Regions from separate parts of the Mus musculus genome. Here regions 1 and 3 are each linked to region 2. The links are chromatin contacts, called in public promoter capture Hi-C maps. All regions are on one chromosome and are shown on one strand. Each heading gives the region's core, a stretch centred on a gene start, on an enhancer-like site or on the middle of the called end of the contact. The rest is flanking DNA. Distances are from core to core; before and after follow the strand shown.

The links. Promoter capture Hi-C pulls out the DNA fragments that hold promoters and counts their contacts.
Region 1: a promoter capture Hi-C map of pre-B cells shows a contact between it and region 2, with 3 times the contacts expected there. The contact joins the promoter of Aqp11 here to the promoter of Acer3 in region 2. A contact is called at or near these places in 11 of 39 promoter capture datasets (the 3T3-L1 cell line, 3T3-L1-derived adipocytes, the C10 cell line and 7 more), 1 of 484 Hi-C or Micro-C datasets (the G1E-ER4 cell line), 4 of 115 datasets of contacts at active chromatin or transcription factors (astrocytes, bone marrow-derived macrophages, pancreatic cancer cells and 1 more) and 2 of 9 other capture datasets (embryonic stem cells and liver).
Region 3: a contact with region 2 is called in a promoter capture Hi-C map of pre-B cells, with 2.1 times the contacts expected there. The contact joins the promoter of Ndufc2 here to the promoter of Acer3 in region 2. A contact is called at or near these places in 3 of 39 promoter capture datasets (the C10 cell line, the HPC-7 cell line and pre-B cells) and 1 of 115 datasets of contacts at active chromatin or transcription factors (pancreatic cancer cells).

The regions. Positions count from the first base shown.
Region 1 is chr7:97,736,822-97,739,854 of GRCm38.p6, reverse strand. It overlaps Aqp11 (aquaporin 11), which reads left to right and starts at 1,608. Exons shown (of 3, transcript NM_175105.3): 1 at 1,608-2,486. The coding sequence starts at 1,868.
Region 2 is chr7:98,307,641-98,310,982 of GRCm38.p6, reverse strand. It overlaps Acer3 (alkaline ceramidase 3), which reads left to right and starts at 1,441. Exons shown (of 11, transcript NM_025408.3): 1 at 1,441-1,635. The coding sequence starts at 1,533.
Region 3 is chr7:97,398,509-97,401,465 of GRCm38.p6, reverse strand. Ndufc2 (NADH:ubiquinone oxidoreductase subunit C2) reads right to left here and starts at 1,463. Exons shown (of 3, transcript NM_024220.2): 1 at 1,109-1,463. The coding sequence starts at 1,277.

The sequences.
Region 1 (3,033 bases), core at 359-2,858, 570 kb after region 2:
GCTGTCCTGAAGGTCACTCTGTAGACCAGGCTGGCCTCAAACTCAGAAATCTTTCAGCATGATCCAGCCCGGCTGTTTTCTTGTTTTACGGTGAATCTTGTCTGCATCATCTAATACGAGGTTCAAGTACTCCTCAATGCCAATAATGCAGCCATCTATCCCTCTTTCCCAATATTCACTTGCTCACACAGCCACACCGGAATCTGCCTGGCAAGTATCTGAACTTGAGGTTGGCGGACTGCACCATCACCCTCCACACCTTCTGTGGCCCTGGCCCTGGTATGCCATGGTTGGAAGTCACAAAGACCATCTAGGAGGAAGGTCGCCTCAGAAAGTGACTTCCAGAACTATTTTAATATTCCCTTTTTCCCCCCTTCCCTTTTGCTCCGGCCCCGCTCGCACTGGACCATAGGTTTTTTATTTGTTTTTCATTAAGGATGGTTGTGAGCCACCATGTGGTTGCTGGGATTTGAACTCACGACCTCCGGAAAAGCAGTCAGTGTTCTTAACCGCTGAGCCATCTCACCAGCACCTATTTTAATATTCTTATTTGGGATATCTATAAGGCAAACTTCACAATAGATGTTAACTGTGCTGGAATACTTGACTCTCAGCTGGTGCAAGACTTCAGCTCCAGGCTAGCTTCCTTTCCATGGCCCCTCAAACTCCCTTCTTTCCATCCTGCCTCAGGTTGTCCCAGGATTCTGGGAAGCCAACCAATCCAAGGGTTTCCTTCCCACACTGGATGCCAATGAGAACAAGCAAACAATGTTTTCTTAGTATTTTAATATCTCATGATGAAGATAACATAAACATTATAAACTTTGAGGACTTCATGCCTAAACCACCACCTGCAGGCAAGGTGCTTCCAGCAGGTAAAGGTGCCCAATTGAGGACTTGAGTTTGATCCCTGGGACCCACCTTGTGGAACACATGAGATTGGGCACAGCGACCCCCGTATGTATGTATGTATGTATGTATGTATGTATGTATATACATACATATATATATATGTGTGTGTGTGTGTGTGTATGCACATATATAAACATAAATAAGACAATTAGATAATTAAGCAAATGCATTCGATAAAAAATAAAACACAACATCCAAAGTTTGGAAATAGTGGCGATAGCTAGATAAAGTGTGAATATAATTAACGTCAATTTTACACATAAATGGATATATATATTTTCCCCCACACTTACGAAAAAAGTTCGAGTGTGGGTGAAGAAAACCAAAGCTCTAACACCTTGTCAAACCAGTCAAACCTCGGTTCTCACGCCCACTCCCAGTTGACCACAGCTCCTTCCCTGAGGGTCACCTCCTCGCTCCTCAACCTCAGTCTCTCCATTAGTAAAAACGGGGTGGCTGCAAAGATGACCTCTGGGGCTCCGTGGAGTACAGTTTCCGGAGTGTGCAAAGATCAAGGCAGAGTTCCCAAGCCACGCTCCGATCGCCACATGCTCTAGCACCAGCGTGGTGCGGTCTTAGGCTCGGGGTCCGGCGCTGAGAGCCCAGAGCTCGGGCGCCACGCGCGTGCGCAGTGGTCTCGGGGCCCTGGCCCTGTGCTGAGGGAGGCGGCGGAAGGCGGGTGCGCGTGGGGCTCTACAGACCGTTGTCCCCTCCGCCAGTGCCCAGGGACAGCTCCCTCGCCGCCTCCTTTCCCCCGCCCTCCCCCCCTCCCCGGCTCAGGTCACATCTGCACAGCGCAGCCGGGGAGGGGAGGAGCCCTCCAGCGCGGAACCCGGGCTCTCCACTCGGCCCGCCCCTGAGGGGCGTGGGAGGGCGGGGCGGCGGACTTCGGACTCCAGCCCCCGACGCTCCTCTGTCCCTGCCGCCCTCAGCCATCCCCAGCGGTGAGGGAGCCATGTCCGCGCTACTGGGGCTCCGGCCCGAGGTGCAGGACACCTGCATCTCGCTGGGGCTAATGCTGCTGTTCGTGCTGTTCGTGGGGCTGGCCCGCGTGATCGCCCGGCAACAGCTACACAGGCCCGTGGTCCACGCCTTCGTCCTGGAGTTTCTAGCTACCTTCCAGCTCTGCTGCTGCACCCACGAGCTCCAAGTGCTGAGCGAGCAGGACTCTGCGCACCCCACCTGGACTCTGACACTGATCTACTTCTTTTCCTTGGTGCATGGCCTGACCCTGGTGGGCACAGCTAGCAACCCGTGCGGCGTGATGATGCAGATGATTCTGGGGGGTATGTCCCCCGAAATGGGTGCCGTGAGGTTGTTGGCTCAGCTGGTTAGCGCCCTGTGCAGCAGGTACTGCATAAGCGCCCTGTGGAGCCTGAGTCTGACCAAGTACCATTACGACGAAAGGATCTTAGCTTGCAGGAATCCCATCCACACCGACATGTCCAAAGCGATCATCATAGAGGCCATCTGCTCCTTTATTTTCCACAGCGCTCTACTGCACTTCCAGGAGGTCCGAACCAAGCTTCGCATCCACCTGCTGGCTGCACTCATCACCTTTTTGGCCTATGCAGGTTTGTTATTCCTACCAAACACTTGGCAGTCCGGAGCCTCTATGACCAGAGGTTCTAAGTTCTTTACCGATACATTTGAGCACCCCCTGCACCCTACCCTGGGCCACTTATTATTCTAACCACCTTGCAGCCTAGCAGTTGGAGCCAACATACAGATCTTCATTCATTGCTGTTTTGAACACCCAGAGAAAGCAGACACTCCGGTGCCGAAACTAAGATCGTGGCAGATTACTGCCAAAGGCTTAAATAGCCCACAAAGGGATTGTTTTAATGTTAGAAAGGCAGCTTATCAGTTACGGCTCTCATGCCAAGGTGGTATAGATTGCTTCTGACACTCTTACTGAGAAACGATCCGGTCAAAAAGTTCCTTCGAGCTTAAAGTGCACGATAGGTCAGTAGTTGACCGCGAGGAGAAGCAGTTCTGTAGCTGCATTCACGTCCTACTTTTTTCCTACAAATTACTTGTCATATTCCTTATGTGGAGTTGCACGTGGACTTTTAAGTAGACTCCCATGAAAGGTGTGTTTCAAGTTTAAACTGTTCTTGT
Region 2 (3,342 bases), core at 192-2,691:
AGCTCACCAGACTCATTTAGAAAATAACAATTGTATATCCCTGTTCTGCACAGTGTGGCCAGGCAGAATCTTGCAGGCTGGCTCACAAAGTATGGGAAGTGTCTCTATTCATGGTGTCATGAGTGTGGGATACGAAGGAAGGACAAAAGGCTCTCAGGTGTGAAAGCCAGGGAGGTCTTCAAGGAGCAAAATTTTAAACAAAAGTGGGAGAGTCGGCATCTTCATAGCAGGGGGAAAGTTTGATGGAGCTGAACACAAAAGGCAGCAGGATGTATCCATTATTTTTTAAGTTTTTACTTCTTCTTCTTCTTCTTCTTCTTCTTCTTCTTCTTATTATTATTATTATTATTATTATTATGCCCCCCCCCCAGTGTGTGTGTGTGTGTAGACACGTGTGCTATGTTGCCTGTACGGAGGTCTGGGGGCAACTTTATGAAGTCGGTTCTCTCCTTGTATTTTACATGGGTTCTTGAGATCAGGTTCAGCCTGCCAGGCTTGCATGGTAAGTGCCTTTAGCCAAACCCGTTGAGCCATCTCACGGACTTTAATAGCCCAGTGTGGAGGTGACAAGGGAGAAAAGCTCACTAAAGAGGCAGAAAATGCTGTGCATGGCCTAAAGGGAAGCCACAGACTTTTTAGTACTTTACTCAGTGTACACGTTTTTTTTTTTTTTTAAGAAAAGATTTGTTTGTTTGTTTGCTTATTTATTTATTTATTTATTTATTTGTTGTATGTGGGTACACTGTAGCTGCCTTCAGACACACCAGAAGAGGGCATTGGTTCTTATTACAGATGGTTGTGAGACACCATATGGTTGCTGGAAATTGAACTCAGGACCTCTGGAAGTCCAGTCAACGGTCCTAACAGCGGAGCCCCTCAGTGTATACTTTTAAAGGATCCTAATACCTGGTTTTTGTTCTGTACATTCTGACTTGTCCCTTTCACTCAGAATGACTTCCTGGGTATCTCTGGAGCTGCCTGGGGGTGTTGTTACTAGTCTCCTCCCTCGTTGGAGGTCCGTGGTCTGAGTTAGACACTGAGGTGTCTCATTGTGCAAGTTTAATCTTGACAGAGAAAGGTTTCTTCTCATTCTTGCCCCAATTAAAACAGACTGCCCTCACACTAATAGAGGCTTGGTCCCATCCTGACGGAAAAGTGGGTCCTGGAAGCCTCCCAACTTACTTCACCCTCACGTCGGGGTCGGCCGGGTTCCCCCCGCCCCTTTCCCTAACTCCTCTGGCTGATAACAACCTCTCCCACTTCTCCGGATTCCCACCCAGGGTCCAAGAGCTACAGATCAGCCCCGCACGATCAGGATGGGTCATTTGCGCCTGCCCCGGGAGCGGTGGGTGGGACTGGGCAGGGAGCGGGACGGGCCAGAGGCTCGGTGGGCGGGGCCTGCCTCTGGGCAGGTTCAGTGACGGCTCTAGCCCCGCCCCTGCCCTTTGGGTAAGGGAGGAGGAAGCCGGAGAGCGCGCTTTGCCTGAGCCGGCCCGAGAGCGGCTGAGCAGGGTGTGTGGGGCGTCAGCGCGATGGCTCCGGCTGTGGACCGCAAAGGCTATTGGGGCCCCACGACCTCCACATTGGACTGGTGTGAGGAGAACTATGTGGTGACCTTGTTCGTCGCTGAGTTCTGTGAGTGGAGCCTGAGGCGAGGGCGCGCGCCGAGGGGAGACGTGTGGGAGAACGCGGAGGGCGAACCTGGCGGCGAGGGTAGGCTCCAGGCCGGGCCCGCGAGCGGCAGCTAGGCGTGCGCGGCCGTGGGAAGCCGGGGAGCCGACGTGGCCGCCAGTGGTGCCTGGACTGGCTTCTGGGGGCCTTCAGGTTGGGGACGAAAGGGACGTACGAGCCGCGCCCGGACCTCGGATGAGAGCGTGAGGCGCGCCGCTGGGAATAGGAGTTCTTACCTGAGCGCGGCCGCTGCCAGGCCGGCCACTGCCCGCCCTGAAGTCGCTCGGGGCTGAGGAGGTCTCTGCCGGGAGGGCCCGAATGCTGCTACCCGGCCTCAGCCAGCCGGGCACAGAGAAGGGGACGCTCACTGGCTTCATCCACCCTCAATCCGGGAATACTCTTCAGGGGCCTTCCCTTCATCTGTCCGTTCTCGGTAGACCACTCACTTCCAGGAGACAGTTACCGTTTCTCAATGCCGGAGCCTCCACCCCCATTCTCACTCCTATTGCCATCCCTACCCGCTGCCTTCTTCTAGAGATCACTGTTCCTCTTGTCCCAGAGGTGGTAGCCAGAGCACCTAGTCACTACTTTCCTCAGCTGCTCTCCCAAGAGACTACCTCTCCCTGCTTCCCCACTGCATCTAGCTTATCAGACTTTCTAGGGGCTAGTGGTCATCTGAGGACACTTATTTCTATGAAAGCACTTTTAGAGTTCACGATTTGCTGCTCCTGGAGACCAGCATTACTAGCCAGATTAGGGTTTTCTCGGGGTGTGTGTGTTTGTGTGTGTGTGTGTTTGTGTTTTCTACATAATTATTCCAACCAGGCAAGAAAGAAATCAGCCACTTCTTCCATCCGCTTTGGTTAGCTTTTGAGAACACGTCCTTTTTTGGTTTCTGGCAAGGAACAGAGAATAGTCTTTGGTTGCTACTGCCTTCTTTTGAATGGATCCACTTTATTAGGCCGTGAGGCAAAACTCTTAGCTAACGTTCTGTACTTAAGTTCTTTTGGAGGACGAGTTTCAGGCCAGATGAGAAAGTCTTGTAGTTTTTCAGGACGTTAGTCCCATGCCCTTGAGGCCATGATTTAGGCTGAGTGTCAGAACCACTAGTTTAAATAAATAGTTTTTATACAGTAAAGGAGAAAATGGGCAAAGGGGATCATTTATAGGGTAATTACTTGGCAACCCAAACATTGGCAAAGGAAGCACTTTGCCTGTTAGTTTTTAGACAGTTTTGGCAAGAATACCAGAGGCTCATGACCGCCAGGGAGACTTAAAATCATGTTCTTTAAGTTGGAAGTATGTAGCTTTTTATTTTTTTTTCTCTTGGGGTCTTCAAATATTGGATGGGCTTGGAGTTCATTCACTTTCTCTAGATTGTAGAATTAGGTGCAGTGGATAGAATAAAATAACTGCAAGGGGAAAGATTTTTGTTTCATAAGACAAAACTTTCTAAGCAGTGATATTGGCATGGGACAAGTTGGCATGGGGGTAAGAGCAAGAGCCATTTGTCATTGAAAGTGCTAAAATAGCCATCGCTCACTTAAGTCATTTATTTTAGGAAGGAATCGTGTAGTAAAGGTACTAGCCTTTTGCAGTTTTATTAATCTACATTAGTAATAAAAACTTTTGGTTTAGAACCAAGGTTTTAGATTAGAATCAAAAGAGAAA
Region 3 (2,957 bases), core at 214-2,713, 910 kb after region 2:
CCATTTCATTAGCATTCTTGTGCTGTGGTCCTTGGCGCCAACTGATGGTTTAGATTGCTGACAAAACTGACCCTCACCACTGAACTTCCTCAGTTCTCAAAAGTTTTCATGTCTTCCCCACCCAGAGAATAAACTGCCCTCGTCTGATAGCCTCTGCAGCCTTATCACTGTAATCTTGCAGCTAAGTAATCAAATTCACCCACTTTCAGAACGCCTTGCACACCCCACCCCCACCCCCAGACATACGAAGTTCTTTTAACTCTTGCTTGATATTCAAAGTTAAGTTCACATCTAGTGACATGATAAAGACATTTGCCACCAAGTCTGACTTGGGGAGTTCAATCCCCAGGGCTGACACGGTATTGGAGAGAGAACTAATTCAGGTTGTTATCTCCCCTCTACCCCCCCCCCCATATAAAGAATAACTATAACAAAGACAGTTAGTTTGCTTCTACATGTATCTTTGGAATTCTACAGTTCTTAGCACAGCTACATTGTGTAAGCTAAGCTATTCTCAATCGTGACCAGAAGCCAGTGACAAACTAGAATATACAGCTTGCTAGTTTATTGACAGTCTCCTATTCCAGAATAAGGGCAGTAGTAGCGTCTGGAGTTTTGTCCACATTAGTCCTCTCCCCAGACCTTATGAATCAAACCAATATTTTAACTGTATATTATTTCTATGCACTCCAACTCTGAGAAGCTCTGGTTCTAAGCACACACCAACACAACACAAGCTCCTCTCTTTAACTAGACCGTGGGCAAGGTGCTTTAACTCTGCTTGGGTCTCGTGCTCTCGTCAGTACAATACTTTCTCACGTCTGAGAGAAATGGGCTGGGCAACCGTTTAGCACGAAGTACAACGCGAACTGTGAGGAGCCCTTCTTGAGTCCTTCGCAGACTTAACCGTGGGGTTTAGAAGTCCCCATTGCACTGCACTTGGTTTTCTTCAATGTGGCTACTCTTGGCGCTGAGAACCCGAGAGGGGATGCACGCCCTGGGAGAGCCAGGCGCCCCCAGCTAGGCAGGAAGGCCTCGTAGAGCACAGATGACCTCAGCGGGCAACCCTGCAGCTCCTCGTCCGAGCGGGATCGCCCGCAGCCCTCACCTGCTCTCATCACCGGTCGCATCCGCAGCATGTTGTCCATCAGGCCCGTGCAGTAGCCCAACAAGCCCATGTAGACAAGCCGCGGGTCGTTCAGCTTGGGCGGGGGCAGGCTCCGGGCCTCGTCCGGCAAGAATTTTAAGGGCTCATGGCCCGGCCGGCCGTTCATCATCTTGAGGCAGGTTCCACGAGAGGTTTGACCTCGACTCCAACTATAGGAAAAACAACGACTCCAAACGCCGTGACCGAGCTACCGTCCTCCTCCGCGCTCTAGGCTGAAGGGCATTGCGTACGGCGGTGCAGCACCCAAAAGCTTCCCTGTGCGCTCAGCCTTAGCAACCTCTGCACGCGAGGTTCCGGGCTTCTAAGTGGCCCACAACGCGTGAAGGCTTGCGCTGACATTGTAGTGTGTGTGTGTGTGTGTGTGTGTGTGTGGGGGGGGGTTATAATAAATAACCCACAGTGGGCAAAGGCTAGGAAACATTGGTATGTATGTATGTATGTATGTATGTATGTATGTATGTAGTCCAGTTACCACAATCGAAATTGTCTCTCACTTACTTGCCCCCAGGCCTATGGCTCTTCAGAAAACATTATCTTAGCATCCAAAAATCAACATCTACAAGTGGTCATAATGGCTAGTTCATTTATCTAAAGCCTATAAAAGCAAGCTTTCTGGGGTTCCAGCAGTTCGTTTGCAGTTACTTCCCCCACCCCCAAAGCCTAAAATGAAGGTAAGGTCAGCACCAGGGTATTCGGAGGTCAGGAGCGAATCATTTACCCTAACCTTGAGATTCAGTTCTGGCGATAGTCTGCTAAAATGGTTCCCCCTAGGCCTTCAGGTCTATGTACGTGGCTGAGAGAAGTGTTCCCCAACGGATTAAGGAGTGAAAGAAGGAATTCCTAAAGTTCTATCAAGCGATTGCCTAGTCTCTTTCCGCTCACCTAAAATAAAGGACTTTCCGTACTTGAACATCTCCCTTTGGAAAGCCCTTCCTGATACTGAAAATGTATATGCTTCTAAGACAGGAGTACTAAATACCAGCTAAGAGTCGAGTGCGGGGATATTCCTCAATACTTGTACTCTTTGAGGAAAATCCAGTGAGACACACAGATAAAAGCAATGGAGCATGTGAGCAAATCTCTCTTAAAATCGTAGTGGTGCCTGTAATCCTAGCAGTTGGCAAGCAGTATGTCATTCTTGGGTACACAAGTCCCTGCCTAAAATAGATGAAACAGACAGACAATACATAAAAGCAATACAGTTGCATCAGCTTGCGCAGACCGGGGTTGAGTAAGAGAAAGGGAGACTATTTATACGGTCTGGGAATCTACCTAACTTTACCATGTAATTAGCAAGTTGAAATGGTTTTCTTTTCCCTGTATCTTTGTCCAACACTGGTCTGAACTGGAAGTTATTTATTTCTTTTTGAGATTTGCTCAAGGTTTTTCATCAGGTAATTATCAGAGCCCACTAGCTAATTATCCTTTCTTGGAAGGAGGAAGGGAATTTATAAGAACCAGGGCCAGAGTCTCCTTTAGTGCCCCGCCGTGAGAGTGAGACTCCACACCTCCACTGCTCACCTCTACCTTCTGCCTAACAAAGGCTGGGGTGGGGTCTTTCCATATCTCTGTGTAGCACTAACTGACCTGAAATTTGCTACTTAGTCCAAGATAGCTTCAAACTAATGGTAAGTGTCCTGCACCCCACCCCACCCCCACTCCCAGTGCTGGGAATATAGTCCTATACCACTCTAGTTACCTCCACTCCACCAAGAGGACTCTTTACTTTACTTTTCTTTTCTTTACTTTTCTTTTTCTATTGGATATTTTATTTATTTACATTTCAAAT